2 separate regions of the Xenopus laevis genome follow, and region 2 is linked to region 1. The links are chromatin contacts, called in public Hi-C maps. All regions are on one chromosome and are shown on one strand. The core of a region is the stretch at or near the end of the contact, and the rest is flanking DNA. Distances in the headings are between cores, read along the strand shown. Region 1 has its middle 41 kb from the start of spint1.L. Region 2 has its middle 5.1 kb from the start of LOC503674.

The links. A called contact is a pair of places that touch in the nucleus more often than the background predicts.
Region 2: a Hi-C map of the XL177 cell line shows a contact between it and region 1, with 4 times the contacts expected there. The contact joins two enhancer-like sites. A contact is called at or near these places in 3 of 4 Hi-C or Micro-C datasets (the XL177 cell line, the XTC cell line and animal cap).

The regions. Positions count from the first base shown.
Region 1 is chr8L:108,530,757-108,538,676 of Xenopus_laevis_v10.1, forward strand. No RefSeq gene overlaps it. Among protein-coding and RNA genes, the nearest start is that of spint1.L, 41 kb to the left of the region's middle. Within about 2 kb of position 3,000, at least 1 of the 7 cell types and tissues checked has an H3K27ac peak or open chromatin away from gene starts, as enhancers often do. A contact at or near this core is called in animal cap, where this site is marked.
Region 2 is chr8L:108,593,394-108,601,313 of Xenopus_laevis_v10.1, forward strand. No RefSeq gene overlaps it. Among protein-coding and RNA genes, the nearest start is that of LOC503674, 5.1 kb to the left of the region's middle. Within about 2 kb of position 3,693, at least 2 of the 7 cell types and tissues checked have an H3K27ac peak or open chromatin away from gene starts, as enhancers often do. A contact at or near this core is called in animal cap, where this site is marked.

The DNA.
Region 1 (7,920 bases), core at 1,750-4,249:
CGTCATGACTCTCCATGACGTTCGCGGACGTTGGACACCTGCGACGACCGAGTCCGTGCATCAGATGCGCATGCGCAGTGGGACCTGAAAATGGATGCGCCGAAAGGTAAGGGAAGGCGCTGATCTCCCGGTGCGTCTTACAAAATTTTTCCATAATTTGGATCTCCATACCTTAAGTCTACTAGACAGTCATGTAAACATGAAATAAACCCTACTATCCAGAATACTTGGGACCTGGGGGTTAAATAAACCCAATAGGCTGTTTTTTGCTTCCAATAAGGATTCATGATATCTTAGTTGGGATCAAGTACAAGGTACTGTAGAAAAATAACATAATTTTTTTAAAAAAATCTGGATTATTTGAATGAAATGAATCCAGGTTTCTGGATAACGGATCCCATCCCATATTAGATATATAGTTATCATATAGGATCCGTAAGAGAATACCTGTTACACACCGGGCCCACAAGGGATTTCTCCAAGTACCACTGTTGCTGTATTTTGCTGTATCAACTCATCCTGATTAGACATTAGTTGCTCTGATGGCTGGTCCAAGGCCCAACACACAACCTCCCATGTGGTTAGTCTTACTTCAATTACAAAGAGACTGGATCACTTTTATAAATACAGTTTCTCTTCCGTTTATTTTCCATTTTGGATTAAATAGGTTATACACGGTGCCTTTCAAAAGGATTCATACCCATCACCAGTTATGAATACTACACTGAAACATTAATAAAAATGGTATAGTTGCCTACAGGGTTGTGTATCCATGGGGGGGGGGATACATGGTAGTTATCAGATACATTCTGAAGAATCCCATTGTATACTACAGAGCTTATCTGTTATCTGCTGTGTATCCTGTACCTTTTCTCCTTTATCAGCTTTGAATGACTGCCCCCATGACTACACAGCAGCTTGTTTATATAAACTATAGAAAATATTCTGAAGCAAACACCCCACTTTTTCAAGGCAACACTACATTATATTTTCATTAATTGAATACACTATCATTTATGTGTGTTACTGTTCCTTCAAACTACCACTTCTTATAGCCAGAAAAGCCCTCTGAGATTTTCGATCTCTTTCTCAAGCAGAACAACCTCAAATAAAGTCTTCCTTCTGAACATATTCTCTTTGTCTGTACAGTTGGAAGAACAGACCACTGGGTGATGCTGTTGTTACAAAATTCATCAGATTAGCAATTTATAGATCTGAAATGAATAGAAAAATCATAATTGGTGTACATTTTGCTTTGTTTTATGTCCTAAGTTTCCCTGACACTTTTGCTATGAACACTATGGACAACTTGTCCTACATGCAATTGTTTTTGCAATATGAAAACCCCTTATTTCTTAATTCTTTCTTTTCTTTAAGGTCAGGGCACAAGGCAGATTCGGGGAGATCAGTCGCCTGGCGACAAATCTTCTCTTCTTCGGGGGGACTAATCTCCCCAAACTGCCTCCCTTCCTTCGCACCGGCGATTTACATTTTAGCCAGTGGGAAGGCAGGAGAGGCAGTTCAGAGAGATTAGTCGCCCGAAGAAGAAGATATTTGTTGCCGGGCGACTAATATCCCCTAATTTGACTGTGTGCCCTGACCCTAAGCATAACTAGTCATTTAATATTACAGTGGTATCTATGTACAATATTTGTTTTTCTCCCTACTATAGACAATAACCCCCAATCTATACATAGAGGGGTTCATACTTACCCTAGAGATGCAGGAGTGCTAAGGGATGCAAGAATGTTGTTTAAAAATTCTCCCAGTATTCTGTGATCCCTGCTTCATTTATTATGATAATGTTAAAAATGTTATGTTTCACATTTTGTTATGTTTTGTGTTTTGTTTCAGGTTTTGCGTCATGTTTCATATTGTGTTTCCTGTTTTGTATTTCGCTTTATTCTTTACATTTTGTTTTATGACCTAGAAACATTACAACCTAAACGGCTGAAAGTGTTATATAACAACAGCGACAGGTGCTGGTCAGTTGGGTTGACTTTCTACAGTCAGGGAAAATAATTAAAAATTCAGGGAAATGAGCAAGTGAAGAGGCGGCACAGTTCCTTTTCATGTCGACGGCGACGGGGGGCCGGAGGGGGCCTTGAGGCAGCGGCCCCAGTGGGCCCCCCAGTCCAAACCTGTACTTGATCCAGACTAAGATATAATTAACCTTTATTGAAGGCAAAACAATCCTATTTGATTTACTCTGAGGAAGTGCTCAAGGTATAGGCATAAAACGCGCTAGTCTGCACACCCATTGCTGAGTTACAATTATTATGCGTGCTTCAATAAAGCCAAGTTGCTATTAATTTGACTGCTCTCCAAGAATGTTTAGATCAGCACTTACAAGCGAGTGAGACTGTGTAGTTATTTAATGTTTAAATGATTTTTTTTAGCAGACTTGGATCCAAATTATGGAAAGACCCCTTATCAGGAAAACTCCAGCTCCCGAACATTCAGGATAACAGGTCCCATACCTGTGCAATAAAACTGGGATGAACCAAAGGGGCTGCCAGGTGGTAGTGGGGTTTGTAGTTATACAGTACTAGAAGGGCTGCAGGTTACCAACCAGGGGCGTAACTACAGAGTAAGCAGACCCTGCGGCTGCAGGGGGGCCAGGAGGTTTAGGGGCCCCATGAGGCCCTAATTTGTATACAATTTCAGTAAATATTGGTAAAACATCTAGACATTTTGGGGGCCTGAAAAAGGATTTTCTGTGTAATATCTAGTTACGCTATTGTCACTAACTCTACACTAGACCTGCTCATACAATGACATATTTTTCCATAGCAATGACAAATGGAAATATTGTGACTCCCCGTCAGTGTGCTGCGGTTTTCTGGCGCCAGGTATAGCAAGTCAACTGGTCTGCACTGGAGTCTGTCTCTTGTACTTCTTTGTACCTGTAACTTTGCTCAAGTCTGGGGTGCAATGTATTCTTAGCAATGAGTCATGCGTTTCAGCTTTGTTTTTCTCCCTGTCAGTGTTTGTAACTCCTTTGTTTTGTACAGGCCTTCACATGGGACACGGCTTTTGTTCCTTCTGGCCCATAACATTACAGCATGAGTACAGTTCTACACTTCACTGCTTATGGCTTTGTAACATTCCTCAATACGGGTCATTTAAATGTTGCGGGACTAAATACAAAACTTGTAGCTACTTCCATTTTCAGCAGCAGACTTGCGGCTATTTGGCTTAATTGGGGGAAATAGGGAAAAAAAGCATTTTCCTGTGATTAATGATGTAGTTTGCCTATAACTTAAATTGTGCTATGATATACACAATGATATCCTCAGGCAATTTGCAATTGGTGATCATTTTTTATTTGTTATGGTTTACAGTTAACCCTAGCAACCAGGCAGTGGTTTGAACAAGAGACAGGAATATGAATAGAAAAGGGTCTGCACAGAAAGATAATACAAAGTAACAATAACAGTAAAATTGTAGCCCAGGGTCGGACTGGGGGGTCTGGGGCCCACTGCCCCCCGGGCCCCCTTCTCCCTCCTTCATTTCATCTTGTTGAGGCCACTATCAGGGCTGGGGGGTAAGGGTGCAGCACCCAGAGCGGGGAAATTTCCCGGTGCCCCACTGGCCCAGTCCGACCCTGTTGTAGCCTCACACAGCAATAGTTTTTGTCTGCCAGGGTCTAAAACTATAAAAAAATAAACAATGAAAATAAATTTCAAGGTTGCTAGGAATAGGGCATTCTATAACATACTAAAATTTAACTTAAAGGTGAACTACCCCTTTAAGCAGGATTGCATCAAGTAATATGTTTTCAGGAGTTTTTTCAGTTGTCGTACAGATATACTGCGGGTAACACATCTCCTTGTTTGCCAGTGCCTTATATGACAGGTGCCTTGTTTATCTCATATTGTTTGGGAATATTAAGCACAAATTCCACAAGGGGCACAGTTAAGGTGGCCATACACGGGCAGATAAAGCGGCCGATATTGGTCCTTTAGACCAATTTATCTGCCCATGTATGGGGGCTTCCCACGGGTCTTCCAAATCGATATATCTGGTCACAATATTGATCGGGAAGGTTTCATTTTTCCACCAACCGACCCGTCGGAGCTCATTGCTCTTCGTTGTAATCCGATCGTTCGGCCCTAGGGCCAGATGTTCGGATTACCCCAATATGGCCCTGCTGTTGGTGGGCATATCGGGGAAAGATCCGCTCGTTTGGCAATGTCGCCAGACAAGCGGATTTCCTTATGTATGGCCATCTTAACACCTGATATTGGACTCCCCGTCTGGCTATCCCATGCTTCCCAAGCGGTAGGGTTAGATCCTTTGTTGGGGCAGAGCAGTGGCTGCAGGCTCTAGTCTGACAGTCAGGATAAGGATACCTGGGACAGTTTTGGGTCACTGGTGCAGGGTGACTGTAATCACAAATTATTATGTATGTTTTTTAAGATAACCTGGGCATATTTATCAAACAGTGAAACTAGGGTTCACCACATTTTCCACTGATCCACTGCTCACTTGTATATGATTTTTAGAGACATGTTTATAAAGAGCTGAAACCAGAATGAGCATAAATCAACATACTGACAGCTCTGCACAGTCACCACCCATCAGAATACAGATAAATATACAGCAACTCCACCGTCACCCATGCAGATCAGCATACTAACCCAGACCTACACAAACATATACACCTTGCTACCTACTTACCTATTGTGACACACTCCCACTTTCATTCACAAGTATATAAATGCCCTAATCCTCCCACATAAAGAACAAGGAAATACAATGATTTTAGAATAAACTGATACTGATATACTGTGCAAACTTCCTTGTTGCTTCACCTGGCTCCAACTGCTCTGAGCAGAGGTTAACTATTTCTTCAATAAGCTTTTGTACCAAGCAGCTCCAGACTGAGATTTAAAATAGCTCCTGCCTTTTTAAGTACTCAGGGGCCCAATAAATAGTGACTGTCTACGACTTCTTACAGCAGCCCCTCTGACATTTGCCAGAACCCACAGATTGTTGCCTGCCATTAGACTTAAGGTGGCCATTCACATAGAGATCTGCTTGTTTGGTGATTTAGCCAAATGAGCGGATCTCTCCACAATATGCCCACATTGAGGTGGGCGATATCGGGCTGATCCAATCGTGGGCCCTAGGGCCCAACAATCAGATCATAATTTATGGATTACAGACAGACAGATGCGGCCCGCGTTCTGACGAGATTTTTAAGAGATTGGATCTTCATATCTTAAGTCTACTAGAAAATCATTAAATAAACCCAAATAGGCTGCTTTTTGCTTTCAATAAGGATTAATTATATCTTAGTTGGGATCAAGTACAAGCTACTGATGTTTAATTATTAAAGAGAAAAAGGAAATCTACTGTGGGGGCTGTTCCGTTTCCTCTGGATCAGAATTCTGATTCTGATTTGAATTCAGATTCTGTCAGATGACTAGCGAAATGTCTACAAATAAAAAGGAAAAACACAGCAAGTCCAGTTGATTTGACTTATTACTATAGATATAGCATGACCTGCATGAATGAGAACCTTCACAGACATATTTACCCAATTTACTATGTAGCAATCTAATTGTGACACAACAATTTCCTAGAGGCTGTAGGGAAACAGATGACTCTAAACAGCTGCTAGTGAGTAAATCAGGTCAGGCGGCACTTGCTGAAGGGTCTAAGTCTCACCTTGTGCAGCTGAATACACTATTCTGCCATTCTTATTGCTCCTACCTTGACCTTACGTGGCCCATGCAGCAGCTGCAGCGCAACACTCACACCCCCAGATGCTGCACAACATCAGACTCCAAACTCCATCCCAACCACCTGTCTCACTGCCTAATTGTTTCCTAATTCACTATTCCTGCCTAACAGACAGGGGACTATGTAGCACCTCAAAAAAAGGAAATGGGAATATAGTATAGACATCAATAGACATCATGTATTTTCTATTTATTTGCAGCAGGATCTCTAAATCTGAGACATTCATCTGTGTCTGAAGCAATGCATACTATTGAGAAATTTATATTTAGGTTACATGATCTGCCCACTGAAATACAATGAATATTTACTAGTCATTTCGCTTCCTCCCTGTCATAAAACCCTATTAAATAGATAAAGAAACTGGCCTGTTTTTTTTTTATTATAATTTTTATAATTAAATGAATTTGTTTACACCCACACATTTCCCATTGCTTATAAATCTCGAAACAATGAATACTGATTAACACTGGTTTGGAATAAAAAAAACAATATAATAACCACAAGTGTAGTGGTCTAAGTGCAATCACTATATATTTTACCCACCCCCCGCCAATTCCAGAGTAATAGCAGTTGCCAGGGGGTGATGCACCCAGCTTAATTGGGGCAATACATAAAAACCAACACATTTGTGTTGCACTTTGATATACATTAGATGCAATTGCACTACAAATTGTATAAGTCCAGTTAGTGTAATTATCAGTGTATAAAGTACAGAATGATATTTCATGACATTTTGCAACTTGTTTTCATTTTTATTTGTGGTTTTTGAATTATTTCGCTTTTTATTCAGCTGCTCTCCAGTTTGCAATTTCAGCAACCTCCAAATTACCTTAGCAACCATTGATTTGCATAAGAGAATGGAATATGAATAGGAGAGGGTCTGACTAGAAAGATGAGTAATAAAAAGTAGCAATAACGATTAGTATCTAAACCCTATGCGGTTACATAGGATGTTTCCATCTCAATCTAAAGCTTGCTTTAGAAATTGCAGAGGGAAGGAACAATGGCTCATATACTTTATGGTGGCAATGCTCTCAAGTGCAAAGGTACTGGTCAAGAATTTATGGAATGATTGACTCTATCACTCACATCCATATTTGAAAGGATCCCTTTATTTATTTAATCAATGGATACCTAACATTAACGGTAAATCTAGAAAACGAATTACATTTATATTTACAGCAGCCAAACAGTTGATTGCAAAATCGTGGCGGACTTTGTTCCTTTCAATTTAAGAATTAAAAGCTTGCATAACAGAAACAATGATAAGTGAAAAACTGACCTCCCTCTTATCAGGGATCCACAAATTGTTTTTACAAATATGGCAACCCTGGGCATCCCAGACCACCACCCATGGACTAGATATGTCCTTTGTCTCAGCGTAATGTCGATAGCAACTTCTGTACATAAAGTGAGAAACTAATAGGAAACATGATACTGAAAATGGAGGAGGATTGGAAAGGGAAAAACGTACTCATCTCCAATTTGGTTACTCATCTCCATGACCAAAACTATGAACAATTGTTATCAGATAAAAATCGTTCCTTAGTTGAATAACTGTTTACATAAATAGAGAATGTTAGACATGGGAAAAGAAGGATGGTCAAACAAATGAAGTTTAAAGTTGGTTTATGTTTGATTTGTATAAAAGAAACCACCAAGCCCGCATTGCATACCTTAAAGGAGACATAAAGTCTAAGAAAGACAGAATATGGTTACAAATATTGTGTGTTAAATACTGACTATATAGCGCACTGAGATGCTGTTGAGAAGCCAAGCATAAAAGTTGATACTAGAGGGCTGATTTTCAGTTCAGATGCAGAATGGACAGGTTTCTATACTGCCATGTAACGTGGATCTGAATTGTATTGTGAATCTAAATTGTGTATAAATATTATATTTTCTTTTGACCCCTGAGCTCAGGTAACTGATAGAAGCCTAGGGCAGGTGCTAATAAAAAATAAGCAGAAGAGAAGATGGGGAGAATCTTTGGAGACACGATCATCACTGCTAAAGGGCTTTGGTGGCCTTGGGACTTGTAACCATGCCTAAAATATAAGGTGCAACATGTCTAGCCTTATTCTTTGTTGAGCTTTGATTGTCCTAGACTTTTTTTGGAAGATTCTGCTTTGAGACAACTCATTTTGCAGTCTGCTGCTGAAAGTATCA
Region 2 (7,920 bases), core at 2,443-4,942, 63 kb after region 1:
GACACCAACTCCAGCACATTAAAGCAAATATAAACCTCCCCCCCCCAAAAAAAATATATATACCTAATGAGAGAAAATGTTATTCTGTTATTCTAAGCAGCTTTACATACTGTATATATTTCATTGATACCTTATTTTTAAATGCAACTGTTATATTCTGCTATGTATATACTCGCTGCGGGAATCGAAGGACTTGGTTTCTGCTACATTGTTTCAATAGTCAGGACCAGCAGTGAAAAGCAAAAGACAGACACATACAACTTTCTGTAACAATTACATTTACAAATAATTGAAAAGTTAAATTTTCTTTTATTAGGTAAACATATATTTATTTACTGGTTTATATTCCCTTTATGCTTACTATTAAGAATTGAATAATAATTAGTTATTTAATATGGTATGCCTAGTGTTGCTCAGTGCTGAGGGTCATACTTATTTACCTCCAGCACCTCAGATAATAGCTGGTGAAACTGCCAGTTTCTGCGCCAGATATCAATTGCTAATCAGCAGCCAGAGGCAAGGGATGAATATTACTGCAATATACCCCATGTTAACTGTGGGTATGAATGCCCAAATATATATGCTGCCATAGTAGAAAAGGGGTTATATTGAAAAGGTAGCAGTTTTTGAATATAATTTGGCCACTGTAAGAGGGCATTTACATTTTTGTTGTTGTGATCAGAACAATCATGGCTTCTGTTTACTGAACGTTTACCAAAACATAAATTGAGCCCTGTTTATGAATAGAGCATGGATTTCCTTTAAAGGGCAGGTCTGGCTCTGTTCATTTGCATTCTGTTTGGCACAAATGATGGTTTCACTTGCACTATTTTCTCTCCCTGGACTTCATGTAGAGGCAACTCCCTCCATTCAAATGTGGCTCAGGCAGCAGAAGTTTCACCCCAAACAAAGGAGTTTTCATGGGAACCCTGGGTGGCTGTCTTCTGCTTAACTCCCTAATGTTGCTTTTACTAAGAAAGCAAACCCAGGGGTGAGCCAAGACCCAGTGCTGCCCAGGCAGAGTTCTGCATTGCTATTATTCAGTAGGAACCCAGATGAAGTAAATGGATGCTTATATTAGTCAATACCCACCAACTGGCACTCTATATATCTGTCGTCTGTCTCTATAATTACACCCCTTATGACTTATTATATGCACAGAATGTATCTTCTTTGCACATTCTCCATTGACCCAAAATAAGAGCACCCCTAGTAGTCTCACATGCTTGCAGTGTAGGGCAGTATGGCCTCTCCCATGCATATGTATAAATTACAATAAGAATGGCTCTACAATAACATCATAATAATAATGGATGAATAATCATAACAGGAGAAGTAATGGCAACACATCCAAAAGTAGAGCCAAACTGTTAAATGTGACCCCCACCCCCAGTTGTATTGAACTAAAACTCTTAGCACCCCCTCACAGCCAAACAACGTTGTAGAGATAATCACTGTGCAGGGACAAGAGAAATAAACTTTACAACTTGGGCTATAAGTAAGTCATTATAGAACAAAACAAAGAACAAATTGGCCCAAGGTAGGAGAGTGGGAGGGTAAGATGGCTCCTATCTGCCGTTCACATAGATGAGAGTGACTGTGAGAACCTGCAATGACTGCCCATAAATCCACCTAAACTTTAGCTTTAGCTTAGCAAAGGAGAAACCCAGCCCGTTAATGAACAACATCTCAGTTGAAGGGCCCAGTATAAACTGTATATTTGAATTGCTGCAGAAAAAAGGCAGTGGTTTGTATAAGGGGCAGATTTATCAAGGGGCGAATTGAAAAATCTAATTTTCGAATTCGAATTTTATTAAGTTTATTTTTAGTGTAATTCGACTAGGGAATAGTCCAAATTCGATTTGAGTTTAAAAAAAAATTCAAAATTTGAATTGTGAAATGTATCATTTACTTCAAATTTGACTATTCGCCATCCAATACCTGCCAAATTTGTGTTTCAGCCTATGGGGGACCTCCTACAATCAATTTGGAGTTGTTTGGTGGACTTTTGAAAATATATATTTTTTTAAATAACTTGAATTGAATTCGATTCGAGTTTGCAGGTAGATCCTATTTACCCAAATTTAAAAATTATCTTTTTTTTATAAATTTAAATTGGTTGGTTTTTTCCGAATTTCGAGTTTATGGGAGTTTTTAGAAACTCAACCCTTGATAAATCAGCCCATAATTGTCGATCTGACTGCAAAAGACACATGGATGTTGCTATTGCACGTCCATATGCTTAACCTGTACCCCAGTCATTTAGGAATAATGGGTAACAGGGTATGGACACATGGGTGGTTGTAGGCGCAGCTGAAATGGGAAGCATTGGACATATGGGGGGATTTGGGAGTTATAGATAATATTACTGCAAATTGCACTTTATGTGGGTGCCAAGACTTGGGTCAAATCAAAAAAGAGAGGGTGCAATGTCTGCCTGTGTCTGATGCAGAACTTGGGAGCAACACCCTGGTTTATTGTTAGTTGCACATTTCTTGCACCCAAACAGTTATGGGGAGGGCACAGAATGTAAAGCCGTGCTTGGCACTGTTATCACTTGAGAATGTGAGAATGTGAGGTGTGCAGTGACATGCTGCAGCTGCTCCTTATCTGACTGCGAGTGACGAAGAAGTTAATATTAGGGTTCCTTTTGGCACTCACAGATGTTGCAGCTCCTATCAACACTCCTGCAGTTCTTTGAACAATCTCACTCTCAAATTGCAAGAAGCTGAGTTGGTTGCTCAAAATGGAAGAGCAGTCTGGCAATGACCCACACTGGCACGTGTTTGTAGCTTTCAGCAAACCCTGACTGGCATAAAGTTTCAGTTGGATCAGTGCAATCTGAGCAGTTTGGCCCACTGGGGTGTGTGAGTGTGGTCACACTGTATAATATTCAATTAATGTCCCATTAATACACCATGTATAAATATTAATGATTGCTAAGTGTGCCCATCAAAATGGCACACACAACACAAGCCAACATTTTCAAGTGCTGTTTGCTGGTTTATGAGTTGTGCCTACTGGTGCATAAGGCACAAAAAGTATCATGTTCTGGCACAATGGTACCTACCACAAAAACAGGGCTCTCTTTGTGTGTTCCACCTATTATAGCTTGACGTTGCGCCAACTGAATCACATACAATTGATAGGAGTATGAGTACATACCCAGGACGCACCCCAGGCACCCCAAGTTGCCTCCATCTGCCATCAGTTTGTCTCTTTATTATCTTGCACAAAAAATATTTGCCGGATCGTGCCAGCCAAAGTTATGCTGGAATTCTGGGTAAGAATTATGCCATTTCCTTGTACTTTGTACTTTGAAAATGATATTCTGCAGACTGTATAAAAACAATACAGAAGGGGCCACATCGTCCTTCCACCCCTCTGAGTTCATCTTTCAGTTTTTACACATTCACTTTAATATTGAAATGTAAAACGACTTCCTCTGAAGCCTTATTTCCACATTTTAGCTATTAAACAGCAAACACACAGCGAAGGTGCTAATTGTTTATGTTCTTCCTGAAATAAAATACAATGTCTGAAAAGAAAGGAGCCTAATTGGTAGCTGGTATATTTCACACCTGGATCTTCCCTGGATCTAGGGATGGACGTGAAAACCCTCACCTCAGGCAAAGGAAAAAGAAAAAGACTCTGTGTGTGTTCCTTACAAACGGTATTAGCATGCTGGATATGTGTACAGCAGCCCACCAGGCTTAGCTATAGTTCCTGCCAAGAGAACAAGAGTAAAGGCCTGGCAGGTCACACATGCTGAGTTGCAGGATATCTGATCATCTGTCCCACTGGATTATTGGACTACTGAATTTATCTGTAGCAATATCTGGCTGGACTGTCTACTTTTAAGTGGACATGATCCTTATATGGAAGCTAATCACCCACTTTTTCCTTTCCAGATAGATGGGTCTGTTGAGTCACACTGGTTGCATATTTGGTTAAATCTGCGGATATAAAATAAAGGATATCCATGTGTATTAGGTGACTGATGCAATATTGGGCACCATTGCACCATTGGTCATTAAAGAGGTGTGTCCTCATCCTCCTTCGAATAACCTGTTCCCCTGTCAGTATCAGTAATCAGACAAACTGTTTAGGGGTGCAGGTTTGTTGCAATCACCAAAAGTACGACTGTTGTGATGTGTATGGCCAAACAGCAGTATACAAGCATGCATACAGCAAACTGATTGGTCGTTAAATCTATATTGAAGAACATATCTGGGTCAGCCAATAATTCTAAATATTTGTATATGGCACAGTCAGTGTTTTGACAACTACCTCACAAAAAAATCAGCTATTCTTCCCAGTTGCTTTCCCTAAAATTGAATGGTAATTTGATCAGAACCTACTACTCGCTCAATCGAAAATTCAGGTGTCTTGTGAACCCTCAATGGAAAGTGATGGGGGGCAGTAGCATGGGTTTGCCCATCAATATGAACTAAATGTGTATTTCCAAAGGGAAAAGATTGCTCACTGTAGTTTGCTGGAGCAAAATATCACAGGCCTCTATAAAAGGAATTATTTAATGAATGTGTGAGCTCTTTCTTCCCCCTTTTTGATAAATATGCTTGCTATTGGTAGGAAAATATTACCAAGTTGTACATTGTCATATTAAACCTACAAAGGGACATACAGACTATCAGGACTGAGTGAAAGCCATTGTGTCTTTGTTCACTGTATTTAATGGAATTTTATTACAAGCTCTTATCTGTCTGGATAATTCGCTATCTGGTTAAATGAATCCCCATGATTGTTTACACTGAAACACTTACTAAAGATTAAAAGATAAGACAGAATCATCCTTTATCTGTTAATGAGTGACAGTTGCATGGGCACCTCCATAGGGATACTGAGTACTGACGGAACTGGCTCCCTGTATCCTAGAAGACGATATTACGGGACAATGGATAATTACCTTTGCGATGATTATCGGTGTCTCCGCTAGTTTATCTGCACCCATCGTTCAAGGCAGTTGGCCAAACACAGAAAGCAATAGAAAAGTGGCCATACATGTGCATAGTATCCATCCATTCAGCCTATGAGTAACATACAGGTCAGCCAGTAAAGGTCTTTATAGGACACACAAAAGCAAGTACCTCTTTAAAAGACAGGCATACAGGCATCAGTGGGCATGATCTTTCTTCTGCTGTGGCATGGAGGAGAGTGTTTTTGTGCAATAACAACCACCATGTGCTGTACTCACAAGTGTCTTCTGGGATTTCCAAAGATATATATAAATATTTATATATCAACTTCAAAGTGGAACAGCACACCGATTTCCTTAAATACGTGAATTTTTATTCAATCATCACTTGTGCATCCACCGTTTTGGCCCACATTGGGGCCTTTATCAAGGATGAAATAATATATATTATAGATATAACACATTAACTTTGGTAGTAACAATCGAACACAACACAGAGCTGCCTAAGTCACACTTTCCTGTGGGAACCATGTCTTGCTGCCCCTAGTTGTTGGTCAGTGGGTTGTGTTATAAGCAAGGTAAGGGCAAGGGCTTATTGGCTCCACTGCTCCATATTTGTTTCAGGCTGAGAGAAGCAGATCCGCTCTATCGCCCACCTCAATTGATTTGAATTAGATCCACATGTGTGTACTATGATACTATGGTGATAGGCTTTCCTCCACTATAGAAATAAAAATAACACTAGATTATTTAAAAAAATAAAATTTCCTGCATTACTTCACTGGCACCCAATTTGGAACAGACAATTTTAGAACCAAGCTTGCTGTCTGTTTGTGCATTTGAACCACTTATAATGGTTAAGGCTAGTCAGTAGCTAAACTAGTTGGCACTGGGCCCAGCTGCCTAAAAGTTTTCAGAGGGGCCGGCGAACAGCGACTCCTACACGGCCCACTGCCCATGTCCCCAGCTCCCCACCTGCAGATAGGAAAGCAACTGGGGAGGGGGAATTTAGTTCCAGGCCTCACCCTTCTATAGTTACACCAGTAGCCATACATGCCCAGATTTGGTTGGGTGGTTTCCATAATTTCAACTATATTGTCCAGGCATTTGGTGCATTTATGGGAAATCAGGGGATTAGATAGATAATCCTGAAATCCTGATAGATTGAGAATTATCAATCACACAACTGAAGATTCTACAAGAATGTTATAGATGACCTTGCTCATTAGAATCCCATTTGTTCCATGGAGATGATGCAAGAATCCTGAATTTCATAAACAGAATCCCAGTTGTTACTTGCTTCATCCTGATAAAATGCTGCTATTTTATACACAGAGAATATTTCAGACAGGCTGATTCTGACAGTCTATAATTCAGAGGCTCGAGATACTGGAACATTAAGTGCCATGCCCAAAGCTCTAAGTAATTCACATGAGAATCAAAACCATGTTTTCCCAGAGTAAGAGACACATGTGCCATGAACACTGCTCTGCCTTTTACCCTTTATCTAATGTCCTATTTATTTCCCCTTCAGTTTTTGTGCGCAGAATAATAAATATATTCAAGATATTCTGCTTTTTCTGTATATTGAAGGTTTGAAGACAACTGGGATTCTGCGCTATCATGCCACCGAGAATACTTTTTCAAGGGATCCCTCTGTAATTTATTCCATATCTAAATTGCTATGCTTTTGTCTGTTTAAAGGTGCTTTGCTGACCTCTAGGGGTACACTTTATAATACAATACAATATTAGCAATTAAAAGGCACGGTTAAAGTACAAAAAAATAATAAATATGTTACATAAGCAGTGCTGTTCATTTTTACTGCACTTATATTAACCAAAAGCGGTCACTTCCCACAAAGAGCTTACCTACAAAATGTTGGGTAACTAACTGATAAAATGCAAAAAGGAAAAGGTTGTGGAAGCACTCCATGGCTTAATACTAAGTATTTAGCCATACAGTGCTCCACCACCTTTTTCCTTTTTGCATTTTGTATTGTAGCCGATCGATTCTGTTTGGAAGTTTACCAGTTATGCTGCAGGCCTGGCTTCCATGTGGTTGTAGCACCCCCATACCCATCCCTTCAAATGGTGGAACAATTCCTTTGGAAATGGGTGTTGGTCTGGGCAGTTTCTCTCTCTATTAAAAGCCGCAAGCGGGGGAGGATTAATCTCATGGAACCAATGCTGGGGTCTAGGTTATCTCTCCCCTTTGAAAGCTTATGGCAGGGGAGGACTAAGCCCTATGATTGAAACCAATGCTCAGGTTGGGAGACCTTTATTTCAGGTAATGCTTTTATGCTGGGAGCAGGAGGCTTTAGCAATTGAGTATTATGACCAGAGTTAAAAAGTTAGGGACCGCCATATGGGTTTTACCTTGACGTCATATGGTGGCTTATCAATTTCATGATCATAATTTTGTAACTAAATATAAGGTGAAATGTGCAGATGCCGAATGTGTTGAAAGATTGTGAAGCAAGGTTTATCTTTACACAATAAATATGAGTCGCATATCATCAGGGCCCCAATAGATGAGTACATATGGGAGTCTAGTCAGAGGGATTGTTGAGATATTGAAAGGGTTAAGGACAGACCAGACACATTTTTGGGTGTAATGGAACATGCCTGGTGTGTTTGGTCAGGTGGACTTGTGGGTCCCCACGATTTACAAAGGCAGCCCTGCATATTACATTTTGTTTGCAATAAGGGATGCACCGAACCCCAAATCCTTCGCGAAAGATTCGGACGAATACTGTACCAAATCCGAACCCTAATTAACATATGCAAATTATGGGTGGGAAGGGGAAAATATTTTTTACTTCCTTGTTTTGTGACAAAAAGTCACGCAATTTGCCTCCCCACCCCTAATTTACATATGCAAATTAGGATTTGGATTCAGTTCGGCTGGGCAGAAGGATTTGGCCGAATCCGAATCCTGATGTAAAAGGCCCAATCCTTGCCAAATCCCGAACTGAATTCTGG